Linked DNA regions of Mus musculus: regions 1 and 2 are each linked to region 3. A link is a contact called in public Hi-C data. All regions are on one chromosome and are shown on one strand. Each heading gives the region's core, a stretch centred on a gene start, on an enhancer-like site or on the middle of the called end of the contact. The rest is flanking DNA. Distances are from core to core; before and after follow the strand shown. Region 1 holds the start of Ss18l1 (SS18, nBAF chromatin remodeling complex subunit like 1). Region 2 holds the start of 4921531C22Rik (RIKEN cDNA 4921531C22 gene). Region 3 holds the start of Rtf2 (replication termination factor 2).

Region 1 (3,874 bases), core at 318-2,817, 7.6 Mb before region 3:
AGAGTGCCTGGGCACTGTCTGGACTGCCAATGTGTGGAGTACTCCACCCTCCACCAACCAAGGCTCCTAGTTCATGGCCACACAGACAGCAGCCTGTGGAGCCACACGGAAGGGCTACTATTAGCTTTACCACGTAGCCTCTGTAGCCTCCTTCACTAAGTCACTTCTGCAAAAAGTTAAATGTGGCAAGATCTATAAAACCTGCATTTCTGCTTTCCTCCAATAATCTCCCCTGCTAACTAGGACTTGCCAACAGTGATAACCATTATGTTCCTAAGGAGGATAGCAAGGGTGATCTGGGAAACAGGCGACAAGCGAAGAAAATCCCCACAAGCCTCTGAGGGAGTAGAGAGGCCAATTTCCTTTGGGAACTAACTGGCTCAAAAGAATTCAAGAATTCTGTAAAAGGAACCAGAATTAGGAAAAGCCATCGCGTAAGAAAGATGCCTGGAACCGCGAAGGCAAACAGTAAGAAGCTAAAGTGTCCAAGCCAAAACTTAAAGCTTCCTTTTGTTAAAGACGTCCACACACCCACGCAAACGCCTTCTCTGAGAAACTGGCCCAAACTAAAGGATGAAACTGAGAGACTGCAGGACAAACCTGCGGTGTCTGAAGCCAGGGTGCAGAAGGCGAGGCTCGCGGATACCCAGTGGCCCGAGCGGGGGCGGGGCTGCGCTAGCCTCAAGTCCGCCGCGTGCAGCAAGCTCTGGACAGCGGTGCGGGCTCTGGAAATGGCACGCACACTTTGGATGCGTTCCTTTGTGCAGGGCACCGCAGTACCTCACAAGAGCGGCCAGCTCGCCGCAGCGGCGCGCCTCCAGGCTGCCTGCTCCCCCTTCTCCACTCGCCAAGCATCGCGCAAAGGCGCGCGACCGTCGCTACCACGGCTGTCAGCAGAGCGCGACAAGCCCCCGCCCCGGCTGGAGGGGCCGCGGGCCCTGGCGTCTCGCTCTGTTGCGTCTGCTGCCTGGGGCGCTCTGGGAGAAGAACGCGCAACGCGCTCCGGGGTCCCCACCCCCTGCGGCCGCCGGGCCCCCGCTGCCAGTGCCTCCAGCAAAGTTGGCGCAGGCTTTCCTGGGGGCGCGGGGAGCCGCCGTCAGGGCTCCGTGCGGCGGGCTGTGCCCCGGCTTTGTTCGTGCCCCGCGCCCACCCGCACTCTGTACCCCCTCGGCCATGCCCACCTTCTGGATGGTCTGCTGAGTGACCTCCCCTTTGCCTCTCGGCCGCGCCGACGCGAAGGCCACGGACATGGTGGTGGCGCGGACTCAGCCCGTGATCATTGGGGTTTATTCTCCGGCTGCGCCCCGCGGCCCGAGGTGCCCATTCTCCGCAGAGCGGGGGCGGGGACACGGGGGGCGCGGTGCCGTGGGCTCGCCCGCCTGCCTGTCGCCAATGCGCGCTCGAGTCCCCCGCGTCCCCACGCCTTACGCGACTGCCTCCCAGGTCAGGATACCGCGCGGAGGCCCCCTGCACCCGGCCTGCGCTCTTCGTCCAGCCGGTAGCCGGTACACCGCCCCCTGTGCTGAGCTTCGGTGGTTCCGCCCGCCCTGCCCCGCCCCGCCGTGCCGCACGTCCCCCTGACGCCAGACGCCAGCAGCGTGGCCCGGGAGGGCGGGGCGCTGACGGTGAGTGTGCGCTTTTGAGCGGCGGCGGCCCGAGCTAGTGCGTCCGCAGTGATGAGCTACGACCGCGCCATCACCGTCTTCTCGCCCGACGGCCACCTCTTCCAAGTGGAGTACGCGCAGGAGGCGGTCAAAAAGGGCTCCACCGCGGTGAGCCGGCCCGGGGCCTGAGCGACGGGGTGCAAAAGGAAGCGGGGCACGCAGACCTGGGCGCGGGGGCCGCGCTATCTGCTGGCGGCGGGTGGACCAGGAGGTGACGGGAGCTGAATGGTGACGACGTAGGAAGGGCACCAGGTCGCGGGGACCGCGCCGCGCTTCCCGGAGAGCCGGGCGATTTTTTCTGGCTTCCCCACTGCGGAGCATCTAGGCGAGCGCATCCCCGGGGCTGGGCCGGGGCCATCTTGGTGCTGTGCGCGCGGCGCGGACGGCGGAGGCCGCAGGTGCGCGCGGGCGGCGGGAGGCTGGCTGTAGCCGGCGCCGGCGGGGACTTGGGGATCTGCGAGCTAGGCCCAGGTGGGCGTTGTGAACAAAGGGCGATTCGTCGGCCCTGCGATGGTGACAGGCTGCTTCCGGGTCCGCATGCGCCACCGACGCCGTGTTCTGGTTCCGGTGGGCCCTTCTCACCGCGCCCCAGTTTTGTTCAGTCCTTAGCACTGTTTGGAAAAGGACTCCCCACACCTGTAAGCGCCAGCAGTGAGACAGTTTTAGTTTTGGTTTTTGTTTTTCCCGAGTCACCGGATCTTCCGGAACACACGTGGTTCCGAGTCTTGAAACGCTTACATTTCCCAGGTATTTTATCTCCTTGAAACTAAAACCCCAAAGCTTTTGGTGACCCAATCCACCCAAGAACTCTGGAATGACAGGGCTTGGAAGTGCAGGCCTGTATAATCCTGGCATTTAGAAGGTTGAGGCTCGAAAAATCTCACAAGTACAAAGCCAGCCTGGGCTTCTAAATCTAGAGACCCTAAAGACTTCTAAAACTATAAAGACTCTTTGTGGTTGTGTGTGTGCATTATTAATTTATTATTTTAAAAGTTATTTTTATGTGCGTTTGGCCGTTTGTCTATATGTATATATCTGTGTGAGAGTGTCAGATTCCCTGGAACTAGAGTTGCCATATGGGTGCTGGGAATTGAACCTGGGGTCCTGTGGAAGAGCAGCCGCTGAGCCATCACTCCAAACCCAAGAGATACAGCTAGTGAGAAACCGTCTAACAAAAGAAAAACCTGTGAGGCCAGTGAGGTGGCTCCCTGCACTGCACCTGGTGACATGCCTGGAATCCCAGTCTGGGAGGCAGAGGCAGGAGGATACACTGGGCTTGCTGATCAGTAAGTGTAGCAGAATCTGTGAGCTTCAGGTTCAGTGTGAGACCCTATCTCAAAAAACAAGTTGGAGGGCTGGAGAGATGATTTGGCAGTTGAAGGGTGCAGATCTGTTCTTGAAGAGTACTGAATTTAGTTTCCAGCACCCAGATTCTAAGGATCAAAACTGCCTTACACTTAAGCTCCAAGGGCTCCAGCACCTCTGGCCTCCATGGGCAGCTGTACTCAGAGGCACAGACACAACATACTTAAAAGTAAAACTGCTTTTGACGTTGGAGAAGGGTTGAGGAAGACACCAGTGTATAGACCTCTGGGCTCCACGCATTCAGTAGGAATGTTCTAGAATCTGGGGTGCCTGTCTCCAGTGCTCCCAACTGGCAGCTGCCTGCTGCATCCAGCTAGCTTTGGATCCTGTAGGTCACAGGAATCAACACAGAAGGAACGTGTGAAATCACTCCAGGCCCTTGGTGAGCCTTGTGGGAGGTTCCTGGTATCTGGAGGTCTGGGCCCGGGAATCCTGTTCCACATCAGAGGGAGCTGGCAAGGGGCGGTGCCCTCTACCCAACCACCCTTTCCGGGATTGCTACATTTGTTTCTGTTCCTCTCTTGATTGAAGGGTTAAGTGAGGTTTCCTGGGTTTATTGTGGGGTTTTGTTGTTGTTTTAACAAAATTTCAATCGCTGGATTTTACCAATGAAGACTCAGGAACCAGATACTGGAGTGAAAGCCTACTGGCTCCTAGAGGCAGAGAAGAGCCCAGCTGACCTTCCTCAGTCAGTGTCCCACCAGGAATCCTGCCCCTTCTCATGCTGACTCAAAAAACCTTCAAACTGAATGTCCCTCCTTTCTGCTTCCTTTGTCTCTATCCATCCTCATGATTTCTTCTTACTCTATGGTTTTTGTTTTTGTTTTTAAATAATCTTCACTTCT
Region 2 (4,376 bases), core at 279-2,778, 7.5 Mb before region 3:
CTTCGGGGTACAGGCTACTGTACACCTAACTGGTGGGTCCCATTAACCGGCATCAAGAGGATTAGCAAGAACCTTCTGATCCTTTGGTCCACTTTAAAATCTTCAAACCATTATCAAGAGTAAAGAATTCTGTGACTTGTGGCTGGGGGCTGTGACTAAGTAGTGTCCCACTCACTCAGGATGATGCTCTTGGCCCTGAACGTGTTCTCCTGTGTCAAAAGAAGACTCGTGGGTTTTATTTACAACTGTGAATTTCTGTTCCTTCTAGTGTGTGTCAAGCCTATACTGGCTTCTAGCACCCAACCTGCTTCCTCATTGTCTCTTTCTTTTTACTGGCTTTCCAAATCTGGAGGCTGATGTTCAAGAACAAAATTTCTGTTATTTAAGGATTCCCAAGCACACTTTGCAAGTGAGGGCACTGTGGGGTTTGTTTGTTTGTTTTGTTTTTTGGCTTCAAGGCGCACAGTTCCTTAGGTAGACTATTGCTTAGAGGACAGCTGGGGTAGGGTGGGGTTTGTATAGTAGTTATATAACTCATTTAGTTTAAAAGGCTGGGACAGGATCAGCACACAGGCTGAGAGTTTATACTCTGCTTTTGAGAGAATAGTTCTCACCTCACCTTTTTGATACAGGGCCCCACAAGACCCCCAGGCTGGCCTCCAACTAAATGCATAACAAAGGTTGAACTCCTTTTCCTCCTGCCTTCATCTTCCGAGTGCATGGAGGGTGTGTGTGGGTAGTAAAAGCTGGTGGGAAGAGTCTCTTTCAAGGCACGAAAGGAAAAAAAAAAAATTACAGTGTCAAATTCCTCATTCCCCAGTGCTGGATCTGTGCAGACCGTGGCAAGTCTCTTCAGAGGTGACGATGATTCTAGGAAGGTCAGTTGCGTTGAGGTCCCCAACAAGCTTTGCCATCTGGAATTTGTTTTCGGCCTTTTCAAAAAAAAAAAAAAAAAAAAGGAAAGACGAAATCCATAGCGATGTCCAATAAGACGGCCTTTTGGTTAAGAAAACACCCAGAAAGAAAGGGGAGAAATGGTAACGAAAATGTTCCTACAAAGTGCCAGCAAGCATCAGTTTAGAGGATTTACAACCAACCCCCCCCTCCCCCACGAGAAAAGTAAATAAAGAACAAATCAGCTTCCGGATGTCCAGCTTCGTCCGGGGTGTGCACGGCCCTCGTACTAACCGCTGTAAGTCAGGGGAGCTGACCCGTCGTGTCCGCGGCGTCCTCTGCGCACCTCTCCGCCCCGAAAGCGCCTTCGTGCCAGGACTCCTGCTCCTCTCTGACCGCCGGGGCCCCGGGAGCGCCCGCGCAGCTGTCACCGCCCGCCCTGGCCGCAGCCATTTTGGAAGGGTGCAGACAAAGGGCGAACCCCGCAGCCGGCTGCCGCGACCCACCCGGCGCCTAGAGCCGCCGCTCTCCCGGCCCCGCTGCCATTCCCACCAGCGCTCCAACAGCCGACCAGCACCCAGCGCCTAGCCTGCTCCCCGGCCTCTGGCGCTCGCAGCCATTGGCCGCGTCTTTTAAGAGCCCGCCGCAGCCAATCGGAGGCCACAGGGGCGCGGGCGTGGGCGGTGCGTGTCGGCGCGCCTGCGCAGTGGGCCGCCCCTCCCCCCTCCCTGCGCGCCGCGCCCCCGCCCGCCCCGCGCACCGCCCCCCGCCCCGCTGGAACCTCCTCCTGCCCAGGCGCGCTCGGCCGAGCGGCGGCGGCGGCGGCGGCGAGGAGGAAAGATGGCGGCGGGCTCGGATCTGCTGGACGAGGTCTTCTTCAACAGCGAGGTGGACGAGAAAGTGGTGAGCGATCTGGTGGGCTCGCTCGAGTCGCAGCTGGCGGCCAGCGCGGCCCACCACCACCACCTCGCGCCGCGCACGCCCGAGCTGCGGGCCGCGGCCGCCGGCGCGCTCGGGAACCATGTTGTGAGCGGCAGCCCGGCCGGAGCCGCGGGCGCAGGGCCGGCCGCCTCCGCCGAGGGCGCGCCCGCAGCGGCGCCGGAGCCGCCCCCCGCAGGTAGAGCGCGGCCGGCGGGTGGGGGCCCGCGGCGCCCGGGCTCCAGCTCACCGCGCCGCTTGCTTGTCCCCGCAGGGCCCGCGCCGGCGCCCGCCAAGCTGAGGCCGCTGCCCGAGGCCAGCGCGGGGCCCTGCCCCGCCGCCGCTGCCGCTGCCGCCGCCACCGCCGCCGCCGTCGCGGGGCCGGATCCCGCCGCCGCCGCCCCACCCGCCGGCCCCGGCGCCTCCAAGCCCGGCCCGCCTGGCCCGCCCGGCCCCGGCGCCGCGCAAACTTTGAATGGGAGCGCCGCGCCGCCCACCGCGCCGCACGCCGCACCTGCTGTCAGCCCGGTCAACAACGGGCCCGCGCCGCCGCCCGCCGCCGGCTCTGTCATCCAGGCGGCCCCCGCGCCCGCCGCGCCCTCGCCGCCCGCCGCGCCCGCGCCCGCCGCGCCCCCGCCGCCCGCGCCCCCAGCGCCTGTCGCGCCAGCCCGGCCGCCCGGGCACCCCGCCGCGCCCGCGCCCCCCGTGTCACCCGCTGCCGCTGCCGCCGCCGCCGCCGCTGCCGCCGCCGCGCAGAACGGGGCCGCTCCTGCCCCCGCCGCGGCCTCCGGGGGCGCCGCGGGGTTGGGCCAGCCGGGCGCGGGCGCGCAGGGGGCCAAGGCCGAGGCGCCCAAGCCCGGACCGGGGCCCGGGCCGGGGCCGGCGGCGGCGGCGGCGGCGGCGGGGGTCGCGGGCGGGGGCGCGGCGGGCAGTGTGCTGCTCGGGCCCGCCATGCCGGGCGCGCTGCCGGGGCCTGCGCCCGGGACCCCCGCGGGGCTGGCGAAGGGTGCGGCCGCGGCGACCCCCAGCCTGCCTCGGACGCCGGCGGCCACCACCGGCGCTATCCGGGCCACGCTGACGCCCACCGTGCTGGCCCCGCGCCTGCCGCAGCCGCCGCAGAACCCGACCAACATCCAGAACTTCCAGCTGCCCCCAGGTGAGTGGCAGCGCGCGGCGGGAGGCCGAGGGCGGGTGCACCAGGCTGCCCTGGCGTTCCAGGAAGTTCTGGGCTGCATTCTGGGACCGTGCCCTAGTCGGGTGGCCCGAGAGGCCGAGGGGCGGCCCCTGCCCAGGTGACCTGCCAGTTTTGAGGGCGTCCCAGTCCTGGAGCTCCCAGATCCCTCGGGGAACTCTGCTGTCCCATTCGGATGCTCTGGGCTACCACCGTATAGCCGAGGGGCCCTTCTCTCTCCTTCCTCAGGTGAGGTCAAGAGAGGGCGAACCGACTACTCACGGGCATGCTAATGAAGTCTGTGGAAGGCGGCATGGGCTTTCCTGTTGCCAGGGAAGCCGGTTGGGGACTCCATGCTGGGAGCAGGCGTTTAGTGGTCATCAGTGCCTGAAAGTGGACCCTGGGTGTTTTTTGTTGTTGCCATCCCTGGAGGTCAGTAGGACACTTAGTGCGTAGGGGTCTGCGGATGCAGGAGATCATGGTGATGTGGATTCTGGGACACAGGAGCTGTCTCGGCTCTTGCAGATTCCACACATGTTCTGACTCTGTTGTCCTCGAATTCCTAAGGGTCCCTTGGGTTTGTCGAGTGGCTCCTTTCCTCGCTTGTAGCCTGCTTTTGTTTGAGAGTCCTCTGCAGGAGTGTTCCCACAGAACCCTGGGCCGGAGCAAGCCCTGTGCGCTCCTCCGGTATTACACGGTGACATGTGCAAGCAGTAGTAGCAGCGCCGCCCGCCCGCCCGCCCGCCGCGGTGGCAGTAGTAGAGAATTAGAAAACATGCTGCTACTGTGTCCTCTCCTGTTTTCTTAAAAGTGGTTTGGGTCACGTTGAAAGACCTACAGCATCTTTAGAATTGGGTTTTGCTGTGGAAGTCAATGAGGATTGGGAAGGCTCATCAAAGGTCCAGAGATACCTGCCCTATCTATGGGGATATAGGACCCAGAAGTGTTTGAGAGGTTGCAGGGGCTGCCATGCTCTGAGGAGGCGCTGGGTGTGACATAAGGCCTAGGAACTGCAGATGTCTCTTGCCACACATCTGGGGTTTGCTGAGAAGTGAGCAGGGTGTGTGTGTGTGTGTGGGGTGGCTGTGTGTGTGTGTGTTTTGTGTGTGAAATTGAAATGCCTTGTTCATTATCTTCATTCTGACCTCTGGGTGGAAAGTATGGCTGATATTTATAGTTTAAGATGCATTTTGTGCTTGTAGTCTGCTGTTCGAAATGCCACAGTACTTTAACACGGACTTCCCCAATGCAAGTATGTGCCCACATTGTCCTTTTATCAGGAAAGCTGGCTTAGTCAGGTGCCCATGGCATCCTTCCATAGCAATCCTGGCTTACCCTGGCTCCTTTGCTTTTGAGTGCTGCACAAGTGAAGTCCGTCTCCCTGGGAGAAGGA
Region 3 (4,065 bases), core at 1,554-4,053:
ATCCTAGTACCAACATTAATGCCTATACTTATATAGTAAATTAACATCTTACACAACATAACTTCTTCCTGGCAACACCTGATACAACATCTTCCTGCAATATGGAGGGGGTATAAATGTGCCAAGCTTCAGGGCTGGAGAAACGGCTCAGTGTTTGAGAGCACTCACTGCTCTAGCAGAGGATCCAGTTTTGGGCTACCAATAATCATGCTAGGAAGCTCACAGTGTTAGGTAGCTCACAATTCCAGTTTCAGGGCACTCTATATATATATTCAGGTTCCTGCATACACATGGTGCAAATAAACTCATGTATATATAAATAAATGAAGAAAGAAAGAAAGAAAGAAAGAAAGAAAGAAAGAAAGAAAGAGAGAAAGAGCAAAAATAGAAAAACAAGTGTCAACTTCTGATCACGATTTTGTCTTTCTGGTGACTGGTCCCCAACCAGGAGCTTATCTAGTCCCCACGAGCTGGATGTGGTCGTGCACGCCTCTAATCCCAGCATGTGAGGCAAAGGTAGATGGATCTCCATTGGTTGGAGCCTAGCCTGATCTACAGAGAGTTCCAGACCAGCCAGGACTACATAGTGACACTGTATTTCAAAAAAAAAAAAAAAAAGTCACCACACATCTCACTTAGGGCAAGTGTTATTTCCATGGGACTTAGGGGCTGTGTTGCCAAGACAGGGGCAGATCCCTACCCCATATCTATATGATTACTTCATAACAGGCATTTCAAATGGAAGCTCTAGAAGGGATAATTTGCCATTAGGTCCCAGAATTGTATATATAACAAGCATTTTATAAGTACTTGGACAAATGGGTTAATAAAAACTACTCTTCCTGATCATTCTTTCTTTTCGTTACCCTTCTAAGATCAGGGTTTTTTGTTTGTTGTTTGTTTTTAATTGTTTGGGTGTGGTTGGCTGTTTTTTGCCAACTCTTCCATTACTCCATGTCAGCCCTGGGCACAAGACAACAACAGTAAGATGAATACTTTATGCACACTTGAATGTGACATGTTGGCCTGGTCCGAGGGCACTCTGTCCTCAGACTTTCAACATATGCTCAGTGGATGTCTATAATGTGCAGAAACATCTTATAGACTGCAGAGCTAAGACATGCAAGGATCCCAGAGCACATGGGAGAGAGAGATACATAGTCGATAACCACAGAGGCAGGGATCATAGAAAAAAAAAAAAAAAAAAAAAGGAAAGCAGCAGAGGGGGCGGGCCTAAAGAGTGACTGCAGCTGACTGTGGTGAAGGCTGGGTGGACAAATGAGGGGAAAGAGCCAAGCAGCACACACTGTAACCAGCACTCCGGGGGCTGGGGCAAGCCTGGGCTACCTCACAGCAAGACCTTGCTTCAAGTGGCCCCTCCCCCCCAAGTCATGATGTCACTATGAGTGAGGAATGTTCAGGACGCTGGGGCAAGGTCTATGGTATCTAGAACAGAGTGAAAGAGCTAAAGAGGGGCAGAAGAGAGGGCAAAAAGACAAGCAGAGGTTTGTTCACACAGGACCCAATGGAGTTTATTAGGGATGTGTCAGGAAGTTATGCAGTGTCTTAAGTACAACACTGGATGGGATTCACCTCCCATCCCAAAGTTCTCTGAATGTTGGATCAGGAAACATGATCCTCCCCGTGCTGGGAACTGTATCGGGGGCATTCTCTCCCCGTGCTGGGAACTGTATCGGGGGCATTCTGTGCCTTCTATTATTAAACAGTCATCATCAACACTAGCTTTGAAATGCACATAAATGGATGGGGACAGTGGTTCATGACTCTAGGCCACGTCAGTGGTGTTAACTAACTTTGCGGCATTCAATTTCCCATCCATTAAGTACACACTTTGCTCAATGTCTTGTAAGATTTACAGAATGCCCACGCATTTATTCAAAAATATTCACTGTGGCAGAAACTGTGCTAGTTCTGGAAGAAAAACAGTGCACAGAGTTCACCAGGAGGAGCTTGCAGTCACGTGACCATCAGCTGGGCTCAACCACCAATTCAGAGTGCTAAGAGCTGATAATTAGTTTAAGAAGGGTGTGACTTCACAAAGGGGAATGGTTTGGGGAGACTTTAATACACAAAGCTCAGGCTGGAGAGATGGCTCCGTGGTTAAGCCTGTGTACTGCTCTTCCAAAGGATCCGCGTTTGGTTCTAACAGCCAAGATTAATGGCTCACAAAAACCTGTAGCTCTAGCTCCCGGGCGTCCGATGCTTTCTTCTGGCCTCCTTGGATACCACACTCACACACAAAACATTTTTAAAAAAAGTATTATTCAAATACCAAGGCCTGTTGGCCAACACCTTTAATCCCAGTGCTCAGCAGGCAGAGGTGGGAGTCCCAGCCAGCCAGGGCCACACTGTGAGAGCCTTTCACAAAAACACACAAAGTCCATAAATAGCATCTATCACCGTGATCGTCGCTAGCTACAGATACGTTCCAGTCCTGGCTGGGCCACTAACTAGCTCTCCAGTCTCCGTCCCGTTCAACGTTAATGTTTCAAATCAACACAGCGTCTGTGGGGAGGATCCCAGTCTAACCGTACTGTTCAGTGCCTGCAAACAGTAAACCCTCCACAAGCGCTGTGACCACCGTTCATCCCGAGCCCCGCAGCCCGCAGTCCCCACTGACCTTCTCGACCTTCTTCGGCCCCTTCACCAGCTCGTGCCTCTTGGGGATGGTGCCTCCGTCGCAACCCATCCCAAAGCCGAAATCAGAAACCGTAGCAAAAACCAGAAGCCTTAGCAAAGACGAGAAGCCGTCGCTTCCGGGGTCTCTGGCGAAACCCTACCTACTTCCGGCGCTCCTTGATGACGCACACAACCAGCGCGCCGCGAAAGGGGCGGGGTCGCCGCGCGAGGCCTTGGTCCACACCAATTGTCTTGAAAATCTTGTCCGGGAGTTGGGCGTGGTTTCAGGGCGACGTGCTGGAGCATCCTTGGAGTGCGTCCACTTCCGGTCGTGGGCGGTCCCTGTTTTTTCCTCTGTGGTTCCGTAAGCTTGGGCCTGAGGGAGGACGGGAGAACATTTGTCGGGGTTGTCCCGAGGTCTGCGTCTCTGGCATTTTTGCAGACCAGTAGTGCTGTAAGTCTAAGGAGGAGATGGCCGGAATCTGTCTTCTCAGCTACCTCTCATGTATTTTAAATCCAGACTTAGAAAAGAAAAGACGTTGTGGGTGCTAGAGGGATGGCTCAGTGGTTAAGATCACTGACTGCTCTTCAGAAGTTCTGAGTTCCATTCCCAGCAACCACATGGTGGCTCACAACCATCTATAATGATATCTGATGCCCTCTTCTGGTGTGTTTGAAGACAGCTACAGTGTACTCAAATACATAAAATTAAAAAAAAAAAAAAAAAAAAGACGTGGTGGGTGGGCCTGCTTGTGCGCTACCTAACTGCAGATGCCTGTCGAGGCCTGAAGAGGGTGTTCTATCTTCCTGGGACTGGAGTTGATATGGTTGTGAGCTGCTGGGGTTCTGGGAATCCATCCTGTGCTTACTCAAAGAACAGCAAGCATTCTTAGCCACTGAGCGCCTCTCCACCCTGTATCCAGATGTATTTTGGGCAGAAGCTAGGGCTACAGTGTCTCCAACAAGCTTAGAGTAGCCACTCATCCCATTGTACCAGCTACAGAGATTAGTGCAGACAGAGAAAGGGGAGGGTGATCATATTGGGAAGAGAACAAATAAGGGGTTCAGTGACCCCCTAGTCTGCCTTTGGGGTACTAACATGAGCTGTAGGCCCAGAGGAACAACAGGGGCAAATGGTATGCATAAGTGAGCAGTCCTGGGATAAGTATGGCCTCCTTCATTTCTGTGTCTACACCAGTCCTGCAAGGTGGCCATTCTGAAGCCCACACTGCTTAAAGTGACCAGATAGTCTCAGATGACCATCTTTTCTGCCTTTTCACCCTCACTTAGGGGAGTGCTGTGTCCTCTGGGACTCCAATGCTCCTGGGATCCTAGGTGGTTGCAGGCCTAAGAAGTGACTTACTGTGCCTTCAGCTTTATGACACTAAACACCCTCAACTTGTCGATGGCTCTTTCAAGGGAGAG

The links. Hi-C and Micro-C count contacts between places; a contact is called where the count stands out from the background.
Region 1: a contact with region 3 is called in a Hi-C map of B cells, with 6 read pairs. The contact joins the promoter of Ss18l1 here to the promoter of Rtf2 in region 3. A contact is called at or near these places in 2 of 39 promoter capture datasets (the C10 cell line and pre-B cells) and 1 of 484 Hi-C or Micro-C datasets (B cells).
Region 2: a contact with region 3 is called in a Hi-C map of CD4 T cells, with 9 times the contacts expected there. The contact joins the promoter of 4921531C22Rik here to the promoter of Rtf2 in region 3. A contact is called at or near these places in 2 of 484 Hi-C or Micro-C datasets (B cells and CD4 T cells).

The regions. Positions count from the first base shown.
Region 1 is chr2:180,040,176-180,044,049 of GRCm38.p6, reverse strand. Ss18l1 (SS18, nBAF chromatin remodeling complex subunit like 1) reads right to left here and starts at 1,567. Exons shown (of 11, transcript NM_178750.5): 1 at 1,182-1,567. The coding sequence starts at 1,250. It overlaps Psma7 (proteasome subunit alpha 7), which reads left to right and starts at 1,586. Exons shown (of 7, transcript NM_011969.2): 1 at 1,586-1,772. The coding sequence starts at 1,677.
Region 2 is chr2:179,974,005-179,978,380 of GRCm38.p6, reverse strand. 4921531C22Rik (RIKEN cDNA 4921531C22 gene) reads right to left here and starts at 1,528. Exons shown (of 2, transcript NR_033782.1): 1 at 1,189-1,528; 2 at 1-932. Taf4 (TATA-box binding protein associated factor 4) reads left to right here and starts at 1,735. Exons shown (of 15, transcript NM_001081092.1): 1 at 1,735-2,968. The coding sequence starts at 1,735.
Region 3 is chr2:172,439,316-172,443,380 of GRCm38.p6, reverse strand. It overlaps Rtf2 (replication termination factor 2), which reads right to left and starts at 2,803. Exons shown (of 9, transcript NM_025542.2): 1 at 2,642-2,803. The coding sequence starts at 2,710.